2 separate regions of the Cydia pomonella genome follow, and region 2 is linked to region 1. The links are chromatin contacts, called in public Hi-C maps. All regions are on one chromosome and are shown on one strand. Each heading gives the region's core, a stretch centred on a gene start, on an enhancer-like site or on the middle of the called end of the contact. The rest is flanking DNA. Distances are from core to core; before and after follow the strand shown. Region 1 holds the start of LOC133526688 (inner centromere protein B). Region 2 holds the start of LOC133526177.

What was found. A called contact is a pair of places that touch in the nucleus more often than the background predicts.
Region 2: a Hi-C map of whole body shows a contact between it and region 1, with 6 times the contacts expected there. The contact joins the promoter of LOC133526177 here to the promoter of LOC133526688 in region 1. A contact is called at or near these places in 2 of 2 Hi-C or Micro-C datasets (both in whole body).

What each region holds. Positions count from the first base shown.
Region 1 is chr16:6,592,054-6,598,674 of ilCydPomo1, forward strand. It overlaps LOC133526688 (inner centromere protein B), which reads right to left and starts at 4,302. Exons shown (of 8, transcript XM_061863397.1): 1 at 3,642-4,302. Trnay-gua (transfer RNA tyrosine (anticodon GUA)) reads left to right here and starts at 6,030; the gene lies at 6,030-6,117. It overlaps Trnas-uga (transfer RNA serine (anticodon UGA)), which reads right to left and starts at 6,614; the gene lies at 6,533-6,614.
Region 2 is chr16:6,804,777-6,811,983 of ilCydPomo1, forward strand. LOC133526177 reads right to left here and starts at 4,483. Exons shown (of 3, transcript XM_061862667.1): 1 at 4,146-4,483. The coding sequence starts at 4,263.

The sequences.
Region 1 (6,621 bases), core at 3,052-5,551:
CACAATCTAAGGGTGTACCGCGAAACAAGAGAATCGAAATTTCGTTTAGCTAACCTCTCTATCACTCTCGCTTATTTTAACGATAAAGAGGCATATAACTAAATTTCGATTTTCGCGTTTTCCGGTGGGCCCTTTGTAAACAAACCGCCTTGATGCATCAATGTCATCATATTTTATTATCTGTGATGACTTGTCAAAAAACAGTATGTATAATTTACTCTATAGTTTACGATAGTTGCTAGTGCTGCACTCTGGCGGCCGAACATTGCAGTAATACTACACAATTGTTATGGATAGCAGCATAAGATAACAATGTTTGTGTCTTCAGTTTATTGAATTATAGGAGGGCGCTATACTCGTTCATAGTTGTAAGTTACATACTTAGTTTCCTGCTACCCAAAGGTTATCTGGAAGACATCGCTTTTTAGCGATGAGATGGCCTGTTATTACCTAGCCTTAAACCTGTCTCATTTTCTGTTTTACTTTTAACTTTATGGTTCACATAAAAAATATTGACTTCGGTACTAGATAATACGAAGAATAATAATAATAATAAAATAATAATACAAACATTTATTTCAGACCAAATTGATCCATATATGGTTAGTTACAGCGTATCTTAATAACTATGTTAGTAGCACAGTACAAAAACAAAAGCAAAAAATCAAAAAATCAAATACGATGGAAAATAATACGATGGAAAATGAATTATGCCACGGCCGTCATATTAGAGATGGGATATTGGCGACACTGAGAAGGTCGCGGGCCATTTCTCGATAAGATAAGATAACTTCAAGACTGGGAAGAAGTGGTGCACTCGAAGAGAGGCCTGCAATAATACTCAGCAGTGGGCGATCGATAACAGACAGAAGATGATAATTATTATATTTTTATATACGTTATGGGTTACACCGAAAAATAACAATGCAAGTGCGCAGTAGGTTAACAATAAAAAGCCTTTAGCTAAAGCACTGGGGGCCTAGCCAAGATGACAATCGTGAAAAAAAACCGAAACTTAAATTATGTATGTCACGTGACTTTTTTTGTAGCATCTGTCTTTCCAATACATTATTTCTATTCGCTTGTCGTTTGTTAGGTATCTTGGCTAGGCCCCCTGCAGTCTCCGAAAATTAGACAGTAATTATCCGCTAAACTAGCTTCACTCACAGCGCTACGCCGTAGCTCGTAGCAAATACTTCACGTTAAGAGGGAAGGAGCACGTGATCGTCCATATAACAAAAAGAGAAAATGTTTTTCCACATCTAAATATATTCCGTTCTCCATGTTTCTTTTTTATATTGTTATTTTTTTTATGGAAGATAGGCAGGCGTTTGACCACGATCACACCTGATGGTAAGTGATTAAGTGATGATGCGGTCTACAGTGGAGCACGCTTACCTATGAGATACCTATTTACTCTAGCCTTGAAGAGATTCAGATTGTAGGTACTCATGCGGAAACACAAACTCGGGCAGGGCCTACTACTTGGCAGTTCGCATAAGGAATGCGAACTGCCAATAATGATGATGGACGAGGAAGGAATGGAGGATGGTAGTATGTTATTGACACAATGAACATGTAAACATGCAAAACAAAAAAAAAGTAGGTTTTTTCGAACAAGCGAAACCTATAAACCTAGAATATATTATGCATAAATGTGATTTGTTAAGATTTAGTTAGTGAAAACCATTTTCTCCCGAAATGGAATTTCATAGAAAAAGTATCGTTATTTCGTTCGGATCGCAAAGCTATTCTTCCCTCTTAAAATCCTTCGTAGAATATCTACGGTGACGTTGTAGGTATCAGGAGGCGCTTGACTAGTCAAATAAGACAATGAAGAAAAATGCTGAAAGCTCGCTCCATCAAATAGACATCATAATAAGAGTATATATGAACGCTTTTCTTCTCTATGATATTTTCATTTGGTTGCTCCTTGTCTGTGGCTGGCACTGTTAAAATACATGTATTTATTTATGTATAAGGTTCCTGAAGGGAAATGAGGCCTACCTAAATTCAAATCGCTTTAAATCGTTATTTATTAAATATAGATTTTGTTTAAACTCTTTTCTAGGAAGCAGCAATTTGCCATGGATATGTAATCATGCATGGCGACAGAACGGTAAGATAGAAAGTAAAAAAAATGGAAATATATTATTATGGAAATGCACTGTCAAGCTTTTGATCGTAGCATCGTAACCTTTCAAAGTAATTTGCCTGTCTAGCCTAGAGACTAGCGTGATGAGGAGCAATTTGCATCCGGTCCGAGTGGACGCGAGGGCGAAATTTTACTACCATTATTCTCATATTTTGCTCTAAAATACGATACGTAGAGGGAAATGTATTACCTACTTATTTTTTCATGAATGTAAAGTAGTGTTAGAGTTCATCTAATCTAACTTTGCACCGACATGAAGAGAACAAAGTGTGTCAAGAGAATCAAGTATTTTCATACATATTTGACATTGCCACACTTTGTCATGAGTTAGCTTTGTCCGACAGTTTTGGACATATATTTATGAATAGATATCTTTTCTGAATATTAACTAATGACAACACCGCTTATACATAATATACATATACTTAATAAATAAATAAATACGTAAATAATAGGTAAGTAAATATTTTTTTTATTTACAATGTCTGGTTATGTTATGTAAGTATTAAAAACCAAAATGGCTGTAAAAATTTTTAGTATATGAGTTAAGGTTATAAAATAAATGGGCTTTAAAGTCTAATTTTCTTTCTTGTCCCAAATAGGCATGTTCGAATTCGAACCTACTATTACTTATCCCTACTAATATTATAAATAAATATATAAATCAGAAAGTTACACTGTATGTCTGTTACCTCGTTAAAACCGCTGAATCGATATATGTACCAGAAAGGTTTGGAGGTAGTTTGAGGCCCGGGGAAGGAAATAAGATAAGTAAATTATATCAATCATCATTTCAGACGAAGTCACGGGCAGAAATTAGTAGCTTATATTATGTAAGCCTTAGTATTAAAGGAACCCAAATCGTTAATAAATAAATAAATAATAAATATTATAGGACATTATTACACAAATTGACTAAGTCCCACAGTAAGCTCTAGGCTTGTGTTGAGGGTACTTAGACAACGATATGTATAATATGTAAATATTTATAAATACTTAAATAGATAGAAAACACCCATGACTCAGGAACAAATATCCATGCTCATCACACGAATAAGTGCCCTTACCAGGATTTGAACCCGGGACCATCAGCTTCGTAGGCAGGGTCACTACCAACTAGGCCAAACCGGTCGTTAATTTTCATAATGTCCAAAAAAAGATGCATTTTCCCGAACGTTATTGTTGCAAACGGTATCGTTATGACATCACGTGTTTACCCTTTTCCAATACAAAATTATAATGCAACATACATGCAGCCATAAATAACAAATGCATGCAATTAAAAAGTGTTGGCATTCCTTTGTTTATTCTAATTTAAACTGTGTAGCCTTGTGCAGTGCCAGTGATTACGGGTGCAAACCCGTGGCTACATGTAAATTGCTGAATGATTTGCCCTAGGCTGAATGTCACGCGAACTCTGTAATTTGCCACATGACCGTTCGCATACACGAACATTAAGGTAATCTTCGACCTTAAACCGACTTACCTCATCAAAACATCTGCACACTCTTAAAGCAGTCAATCACATTCACAAGTATAACGGAAGACACTGCCGCAGTTTTCGCCTACCGTCCATCCACGGCGCGTTGAATTGACATGTTTTACCCACGCATGGGTGCCAATAAAGCTCTGAGGGGCCTCTTTTTAGTGATGAAAAGGGTCTTTCATTGAAACCCGTCGTACCAGGCCCGGCCAAAGGCAGCGAGCGCGCGAGCCGGCGCGCCGCCGTACTTTGACTGAAAGCGCGTTCTGAGCGTCGAGTGTTTTTTGCGCAGGCGTACTTCAAAACAGGATCGGTTGGGCTAAAAACATTTTGATTCCCGAACGACTCAAGCCCTCCAGAGTTCGTCCTGGATAGTATGCCTTATCAAAGAGGTATTTAAGATCATTTTGGCATGGTTGTCTTAGTTAGTTGGATTGTTTTTGGTGTAACATTGCGTGTGCCGCACTGCACACGCTGTATGTGTTTGACAATAGTGGCTCCAGCGGCTGTGTTCTGATGACGTCAATGTGCTGAAGAAGATGAACGCGCGGCGCGCTCACCTGGAAACCGATTGTGAAAGTATCTACAAAGGCAATGTTTACGTATTTTCTTTACCCATTCATGTTATACCCTCGAATACCTTCTTGGGGGATGAAAATAGCGCCTACAATTTTATTATATGCAATGATGCTTAAAATTAAGGTTACTAATAAATAATAGCAGGATGTTGTTAGAGCTAAATCTGAAACTCTTTCCATTTTTTCAAATTCTTAGATATAATATAATAGATATAATATTAAATAATCTCATATTAAATTTCACAAGAGGTAATCGCCTAATCCTTTTCAATAATTGAAATGAATTATTCTACCAACTCGTAGTCCTAAACCAAAGGCAATTAAATAAAATACCTAGTCGAAAATAGTTATACGTACCCAAAGTATCGTCGCACAACGGTTTCAATTTGTGTGAATCTCGGAATCACAGATACGATAAGGTATTTTAAGGTGTCTATTTCCGTTCCATTGTTTGCATACGATCGGTCAGCGCTCTTGAACCGTGTCTAATAAAGAACCTAACGCTGTGGCATCGTTTGAAATAGAATAGGCTTAGGTTTGGAATTGGTTAGTTTAGTTTCTACTTGGGTTTGTTTCGCAATTTCCAAGTAAAGTCCTGATTTAGCTACTTGGCACTTATCTGACAATAAAGTCATAGTTGGCTTTTCACAATCTTCAAATAAGCTTATCTGGTTATGTGGGATGTTTTATCTGGCTGTTACTTTATTAGTTAATTAGCTATCCAAAACTTTGTGACCCAGGCCATTAGTTCGAAACAGAACTATTGACACAGAATGAAACGAAAAGAAGAATTTTTATTTGTTATCGAATTTGATTTTTAAGGTTTTTGGAATAGATCACTCATAAGCTATAAGACAACCTGTTACCTCTATCGAATTGTCTTTGTTTATGTTTCTGTCCACGTATTGTAAACTGTGTGGGGTGTCAATAAATATTTTACTGTGGGTATGGCGTTGGTACGTTCTTGTATAGCCGAAATTGCAAGTGTCCATAGATTGCGGTGTGCGCTTACCATCAGACGGGCCGCTTCCATGCTACGAGCCTCAACCCTCGTAGTAATATAAAGACAGAACGATCTCAGTTGAAATCCTGGGTGTCGTTTATTATATTACCTACAGGATGTTTAAAATTCTAGGCAGGTAATGCATTTCAGCCATTAAATTAGCATTAGAGCATTGGAGTCCCCGCACTAATCTACAGCGCAGATGGTAGCTACTTCGAAATTTACGCGGTTATCACACTGATGAGAATTCGCACGTTACTCCGGTGTATGAGCGTGACAGCGCTATGCATGTAAGCGATGTCCCGCTCGCACACCGGAGCGACGTGCGAATTCGTGTCCAATGTGAAGACCGCCGTATGTATACGGCGTGAACCGCATTAAACACACCCCCTCTTACACCATTCTGTGTTAACTATCTACTTACAAAAATTAAATAATTAAAGGCTACCAATATTACTAATTAAAGTCTTTGTACATACAGCCTGCCTAAATGGTAAGCGCCAGCTATATTATTAGGCTATTAATTGATTATTTACTGTGGCCCATATAGCAGCTAAGCGTGATCAGTAACTGTTTTATTGCCAATATTACAATTCTGTTACAAAATAACTTCCCAGTCAAAACACTAAATAAAAAACATCTATATTTAAAATGAAAACGTTCGTACAATACTATTACCGACCTTGTGAGTTGTGCAACAGTTGCGTGTGTTGCAGCAAATTATTTATTATTCTACTTACTATCTTGTACAATTTCATTAGTTGTGTAAGAATATAGAAAAGGTACGAAAATTTCACCTACGATTAACAACCTTCGATAGCTCAGTTGGTAGAGCGGTGGACTGTAGAGGTATATCACTGTCATCCATAGGTCACTGGTTCAAATCCGGTTCGAAGGAGTCTTTTTGTCTTTTTTTATGTTTTGTTTACTAACGGCAACTTCGGTACTCGGTAGTAAAGTATAATAAAATGTATATGTATTTGTAAAATTGTATCTAGTTTATGTGTTTGTAAATAAATATAGTAGATAGTAGTAATTAAAATATTATCATTATTGAGCACTGTTACGAACTACACATTCATCATAGATTTGGTTAAAATAATAGTATATAATTTTATTAAATGTCTGCAACAGGCAAAAATGTAAAAAAATTAAAAATACTACAATATAACTATATATAACAAAAACAGAGTAAATTTCGTATTTCACCGGTAGAGTGATAACTTGATAACATTATCTTTGTGACATTTGCGCCGCGTTATCTTATTGATCATTTGTTATATTTATCATAAAATATAAAAACACAAAAAGAACGCTGCGGACAGGATTCGAACCTGTGCGGGTAGAACCCAATGGATTTCAAGTCCATCTCCTTAACCACTCGGACACCGCAGCTGATAAG
Region 2 (7,207 bases), core at 3,233-5,732, 210 kb after region 1:
ATAATAACACCGAAACCATTATCTGCCTATAGGTACTACATTTTATTGCACTGTATTTTGGAGTTTTACGAACTGACAGAGATGACTATGTCACTGAAACATTAATTTTGTATTTTTAAAACATTGTTTTCGTAACATCTTATATCATAAAACTTTCACCAGTGGGGCGACACTTCTCCTTTCGGTCCTTCTCGGCTCCGTCCGGCTCAGCATTGCTCCGAGCAATTATTAGGGTTGGCACAACTTGACGTCCCTATGCGTGCACAACCACAGATAAGATAATCACTTAAATTTTGACAACCCTAAATAGCCGAAAGAGATAGTGCCATGCATTAGAAAGGAACAGCATGATTCGACCCTGAATCACTGTCAAACTTCGGTTTTGTAGGAAGTGTGGTTTCACGTCGTCCACGTTTGACAATTAGGCGCTTAGCATACTGGATGGATACGATTCGCATGTCGCACCGATGTTTGAGCGAGACAACGCTATGTACGTATTTTATGGACAGTCAAACCGCTCGCTCATCGGAACGACGTCCGAATCGTATCCAGAGTGCTAAGCGCCTCATAAGTACATAGGTAGTAAAACAATCTATCATTAGAATAAACACTGGAAATTTTATAAATAAAAACCCCACTTGGTTATCGTCAATGTAATTTTGAATCTTATTATCTATACCCTAAAGATTGAGATCGCAAATAAAGATCAGAATGGGTAAAACAGCTGATGTCCGACTCTGACAGGCACCGGATTGGCGGGCTGAGAGCATGTGCTCACCCCATCAGCTCATAATGTTCAACAGATGTTTGGAACCCGTTATCTTGGCTGCGATCTGCAAACTGTGTTTAACAAGACTCCTATCAGTTGAATTCCCGCGAAAACACATAACGCCTACATTAAGGCAACAAATATAAATGGCTATACTCCATTTCATTTACCTTGGCGGGATTCCACTTGAAACGGTCAGTAGGCGTAAATAATACAAGTAGTGACAACAACAAATACCCGTCAAACTTTTTTTGCGGCGTCGTGTCTTACATGTAAATTCTTATTCTTAAGTGTAATCCCGCCATGGTAAATAAAATGGGGTATAACTTGCTATAATACATTTAAGCTATGTTTAAAATGGCATGCCGCATGATTTTTGTGTATAGAGAGGAGTTGCCAAATTTATTTACATTTCCAAACCTGTACCTGTTGTAGGTATATGTACAGTCAGGAATGGAGTCAGTCAGTTATCTCCGTAGCTTACTGTACACGGTGGTTTTTGGGCTATGGGATACATTTTGGGTTACTAGATAGATAAATGGAATTCGACTGAGTTCTCCCGGCTTTTCATTTGACTCTTGATATGATGTAAAAACAGACTGCAAGGGTTTTTAAAACTTATCATAGCAACTAACATCCACGCATAAACTTAATTACTTACCTAAATAATAACCCTTCCCGTAATAAAACCCGAAATATATGATCAAACGAGACAACAACAAAAGATTTATTGGAAGATATAACAATGAAACGAGTAAATATTAATAAGTAATTAAGGAAAATAGACCTTGTTTCATTTCATTACACTTTACAAAATATGTTCGCGATAAAGTCAAAAAAAGCGGCCAAGTGCGAGTCGGACTCGCCCATGAAGGGTTCCGTACCATTTATGACGTATTAAAAAAACTACTTACTAGATCTGGTTCAAACCAATTTTCGTTGGAAGTTTGCATGGTAATGTATATCATATATTTTTTTTAGATTTTTCATTCCGTGATTTTAGAAGTTACAGGGGGACACACTTTTTTTCACTTTGGAAGTGTCTCTCGCGCAAACTATTCAGTTTAGAAAAAAATGATATTAGAAACCTAAATATGATTTTTGAAGACCTATCCTTAGATACCCCACACGTATGGGTTTGATGAAAAAAAAATTTTTTTTTTAATTTTTATGACGTATTAAAAAAAACTACTTACTAGATCTCGTTCGAACCAATTTTCGGTGGAAGTTTGCATGGCAATGTATATCATATATTTTTTTTAGATTTTTCATTCTGTTATTTTAGAAGTTACGGGGGGGGGGGGGGGGGACACAATTTTTACCACTTTGGAAGTGTCTCTCGCGCAAACTATTCAGTTTAGAAAAAAATTATATTAGAAACCTCAATATCATTTTTAAAGACCTATCCATAGATACCCCACACGTATGGGTTTGATGAAAAAAGATTTTTTGAGTTTCAGTTCTAAGTATGGGGAACCCCCAAAATTTATTGTTTTTTTTCTATTTTTGTGTAAACATCATAATGCGGTTCATAGAATACATCTACTTAACAAGTTTGAACAGTATAGCTTTTATAGTTTCGGAAAAAAGTGGCTGTGACAGAATCGGACAGACAGACGGACATGACGAATCTATAAGGGTTCCGTTTTTTGCCATTTGGCTACGGAACCCTAAAAACTACCGAACGGATGTTCATGCGGTCTTTACCTATGAATAAAGTAAATTAGAATGATTCTTGAGGACGGTTTAGGTGTAAAATGTGTTATGGTTTTGTGTATCCCGTGCGAAGCCGGGTTGCTAGTTCAATATAAAATTGTTTTAGGTAAGATAGGTTAAGTACCTAACGTTACATTATCTATGCACTATATCCCGTTGACTTGGTTGGTGTTTCAAAGATAATTTTGCGGTCGTATGATAAGAGACAATATAGATAAGTAGGTATATAGTATATACCTCTTAGGTTGGTAATTCTCTAATAGTGATGATGACTACGTAGATGAAGGATTTGATGAGTCATGTCCTCTTGTTGGAGACAGGAGACAAACTCATTAAATTTTTTGAAGATCTCTTCTTCATATATGTAGTTTAAAAAGTACAACTGGACGGAACAACCTCTCTACCTACGTATTTACGTGATATGCTGCTACAAGATTTTGCTAAACCATTCAGTAGGATTGAGAACAAGAATTTGACTTTTGAAAATGTGTAGTCATCTAAAACAGTTTATCTTACTCGATATTTGGCTTATTATTATTATTACATTGGAATCAAGAGATGAAAATTGGGGTTAAATTAATAAGCTTAGTAGTAAGTACTCATTACCTTTCGCTGCCTTAACATAATAAGTACCTATATATAATATAATAAATACCGCTGCAATATAATAAATACCTATATATATATATATATAATGTATGTATTTATTATATTGTTTGCGTCTTCATTTTGTTGAATTATATGTATATCGGCACTACCCGTTCAATGTTGTAAGTTGATAGTTTCCTACTACCCAAAGGTTGTCTGGAAGAAATCGCTTCTTAGCGATAAGACCGCCTGTTGTTACCTAACTTTTAAGTGTTTTTTTTCATTTCCTGTCTATTTTTAACTGTATGGTGCACAATTAAGAATATTTACTTACTTAGTAGGTATGTACCTACATAAGTTTTACCATAGTTTTAGTCTAATCTAATTTTCCCGCCAAACTCAATCACACTTATAATTTTTTATGTTTTGAAACTTTAATGTACAAATTAACGAAAAAGAGTACAAATTGCGGACTTAATACCTTAAAGGCATTCTCTGCTAGTCAACCGTTAAATTGTTTTGGATGGAACGTTGAATTGTTTTTAATGGATTTTTTCTTTGACTCTGACCTGATCTCGCGTAGGTGGGAAAGGAGGGGTTAAATGTGCATTTTTGGTAGCTACGAGTATCATATGGAACTTAAGTAAGTACCTATTATTAGTATTTTGTGCATTGACTTAGGTACTTAATGTAGTTGTTATGTATTAATTTGAAAAGTAATTAGTAAGGCCGTAAAAATAAATCTCATTAAGTACTTATGTAGTTGTTAAATAGTTTACCACACAGGTAAACAAATTATAAAATCAACAAACCTACCGACATCGACAACCCAATTATAATAAGTATTTAATTAGGAACCTTATTAAATAAAAAGAAAAACCATCGATATCATGAGGATTGAAATAGGTATTTAATATAGATAGCCCTGCTACTACCGCCTTGATTTTTTTAGAATTTTGGAAATAATTATCTACCGGTTATTCTTCTTACTTTATTAGTTTTATTACCTATTAAAATAAACGCGCATTGTTGAGAAAAACGTAAATATTCAACTTAATAGGAATATACTAACCCGATATTCTTAAATTAGGGTCTGTAGGAGTAGGAAAAGGTCCTGGAGTAAGCTCCGGACGTAACTTCCTCAGGCCGGCCACCACTCGCGGTGCCGGCGAGTGTTCTCCAAGAAGCATTTCAACTCAGCACATATTCAAAATAAACATCTTTACACCAAAACAAACACACATGACACTAAACTTCAAAACAACAAACGTCAATCCACAAACATGGAATATAAATTCAAATTTTTAAACTGTCAAATTCGTTTATTTTTAAACGTCGAAAAAGTTCGTTACACGCGGGCGTGTCGCTCCGTTCCGTTCGCTTGTGACCGGCCGGCCGGCACAGCGCCAATGAATGAATGAAGTTGACTCGCCCTGCAGCCCCGACGGCAAGGCGGCCCCACTACTATTTTACTACGAGTAGCGGCGCATTTCCATTGTATTAAAAGTACCTATACAAATAAATAAACATGTGCCGTTATCAGTACGACGGATAAGAATTGGGGTTACATAGAATAAAATTAAGTTAAGTATCAAATTTAGAACTTTCTTGGATCGGATTCTCGTTGCTGCTATTTATTTCGGATAAATTGTGACTGTGATTTGGAAGTAAAAATACAGACTAGATTACAGTCAATCTTATTGAAAGCAAGTCTTAACGAATCATATATTTCAATAATGTTATGACATTTCTATATTTTATGTATAACATAATTAATATATAGTAACATATCTCGAACATATTTTTTTTGTATTATTAAAGGGTATTTAATCTGATAGGTATAAACATTTTGAATTAATTGAGATAGAAAATGATTTGTACTTAGAGCTTTGTACAATAACAAGAAATAATTTCCTAATTTTATTACAATCACCAGCTGACAAATTACTGACCACAAATATGACAATGGAAACGTTCAAACACAAATTACGATATTAACGGCATCTGTTGCCGAGTAGAATGTTTTAGTTTTATTACAGACTTACTGAAGATACCGGTCTATACTAGCGGCACCTTTTGTTGAGTAGGTTCAATCAAAGACTAAGCTTCTTAACTCTTTATTGTGTTGCATTATTTTTTAATAGATGGCGTTGTTATCAAGAACTTAGTCTTGAGGTCAAACACAGCAACTAGATGGCACTGTTTTAAAAATACCTATTAGTAAAGTTAGCTAGATGGCATTGTTTTCACAGAATGCATTAGTGACGAATACAACAGGTAGATGGCGTTGTACTGAAATGTAAATACATCAAAGATAATTAAAAATAATTTAAGATATCAAAAATTATTAAAAATTGTATTTTTTATATTCAAAGATAATTTAAAATAGAGGTAGATTGTCAATAAAAATTTTGTAGCCACGGTATGTGTTAAATTTGTTTAATATCAAAACGTGGCGCCATCTTACCGGGCATCGGCTAAAGGTTGTGGCGCCATCGCTCGAAACGATGCCGGCATACCTTTGGCCTTTGATCTATTAGATGGCGCCTCTTTTTGATATTTAACATATTTAACACATATCAATGAAAGAATAAGGATCTAAATCAAATGGCGTTCTAAAAGTTTTAATCATGTGTCGAAAGATGGCAGTAAATTTACTTTGGCTACAAAGTTTTCTTTGGCAATCCACCTGTATTTTAAATTCTCTTTGGCTATAGGAACAAAGTGTTCTTATTTATACCCTCTATCGGTAGTTGTAGACAACGAAATGAACATTCAGAAGTGAAGTTCTCAGGGTCGGGTTGTAACACTTGTAACAAAAAAGTAAAAATTAAAAAGATGGCGTTCTTAAAAAGTTTACTTACAAGAATATAGATGTCATAACAAGTTTAAAAAAAGTATATATCTGTTTAGGTCTAGTGAGTATTGTATTCTTTGGTTATAAGTAGTTTACCTATTTATAAAAACTTTTTCAAGTTACGACAACATTTTTGACATTTTGTTCTAATCCTAGTTGTCAACAGTTATGGTAAACAGAGCACCTATAACAAACGTATTAAAAAACGACGAAGGACGATGGGTCCGACGACGAACTTATTTTGCTAAAACCGAAATACTTACCTATATTTTTCCAAAACAATGCGATTTGTAATGTGCGAAGGTAGGCACTGTATGAACTGTTGTAGTTACAAGTTCTGTATCTCTATTTATAAATTGTGCAGTTTTCATGAAATATTCAAGAGAAATAAAGGAATCTTTGATTATGAAACTGGAAAATTTTGATACTCCTACAAAAATATGAGAATATATATTTGGTTTGATTTTCGAACATTATCAATAATTATATTACATATGGTTTTATTTTCAGATTTATCGCTATCATTTTTGAAAATTGTTTTTGATATTACTAGAATTTCCTCGAAGAAATGGCCGGTAAGTGACTTCAATACCGTAAAACGCTGCAACTTTGCCTGGATTTTGACGTTTTTTTCTTATATCTGTGAACCTATTTTTCATTATGAGTTTCATGAGTATTAGTCGGAAAACATACCCTATGCCTTACCAGATAAGACTCAAATCTCATTACCTAATCATACTGTATTTTCGATTTACAAGCAATCAAAGTGGCAGGCAAAGTTGTAGGCCTAAGACGTAACTTTGCCTAGACGGATATCTCCATAAATAATGTGTTGCTATTTGCAATAATATTTACTCTTGTGCATGAGACATTATGCTTGTCCCTGACAATCAAATTATTGCCATAAGCTTAATACTTTTTTTTTCACATGCAATAGGTAAAGTTGTAGCAGGTTCCACAAACTTTCTATACAAAAATATCGTTAACTGTAGGGTTGTGCCAAAAAAATATTATTATTAAAAAAATCTATTTATATTGTTAGTTACAAAATAATCAACAAACAAATGTAATATAATGTTGTTTGATTTCTTTTTCTTTTAGTATTTAATAATTTGAACTTATTTTAATTTTTTTATTACAAGTACATTGCAGATACACTATTTTGCTAATTTTCAATGCATTATTAAATAAAAAAAATAAAAAAATTAAAAAAATAGTGTAAAGTTCTATTTCATTGTAAAGTTCTAATCACCCATCACCTTTGAACTCCAATTGTA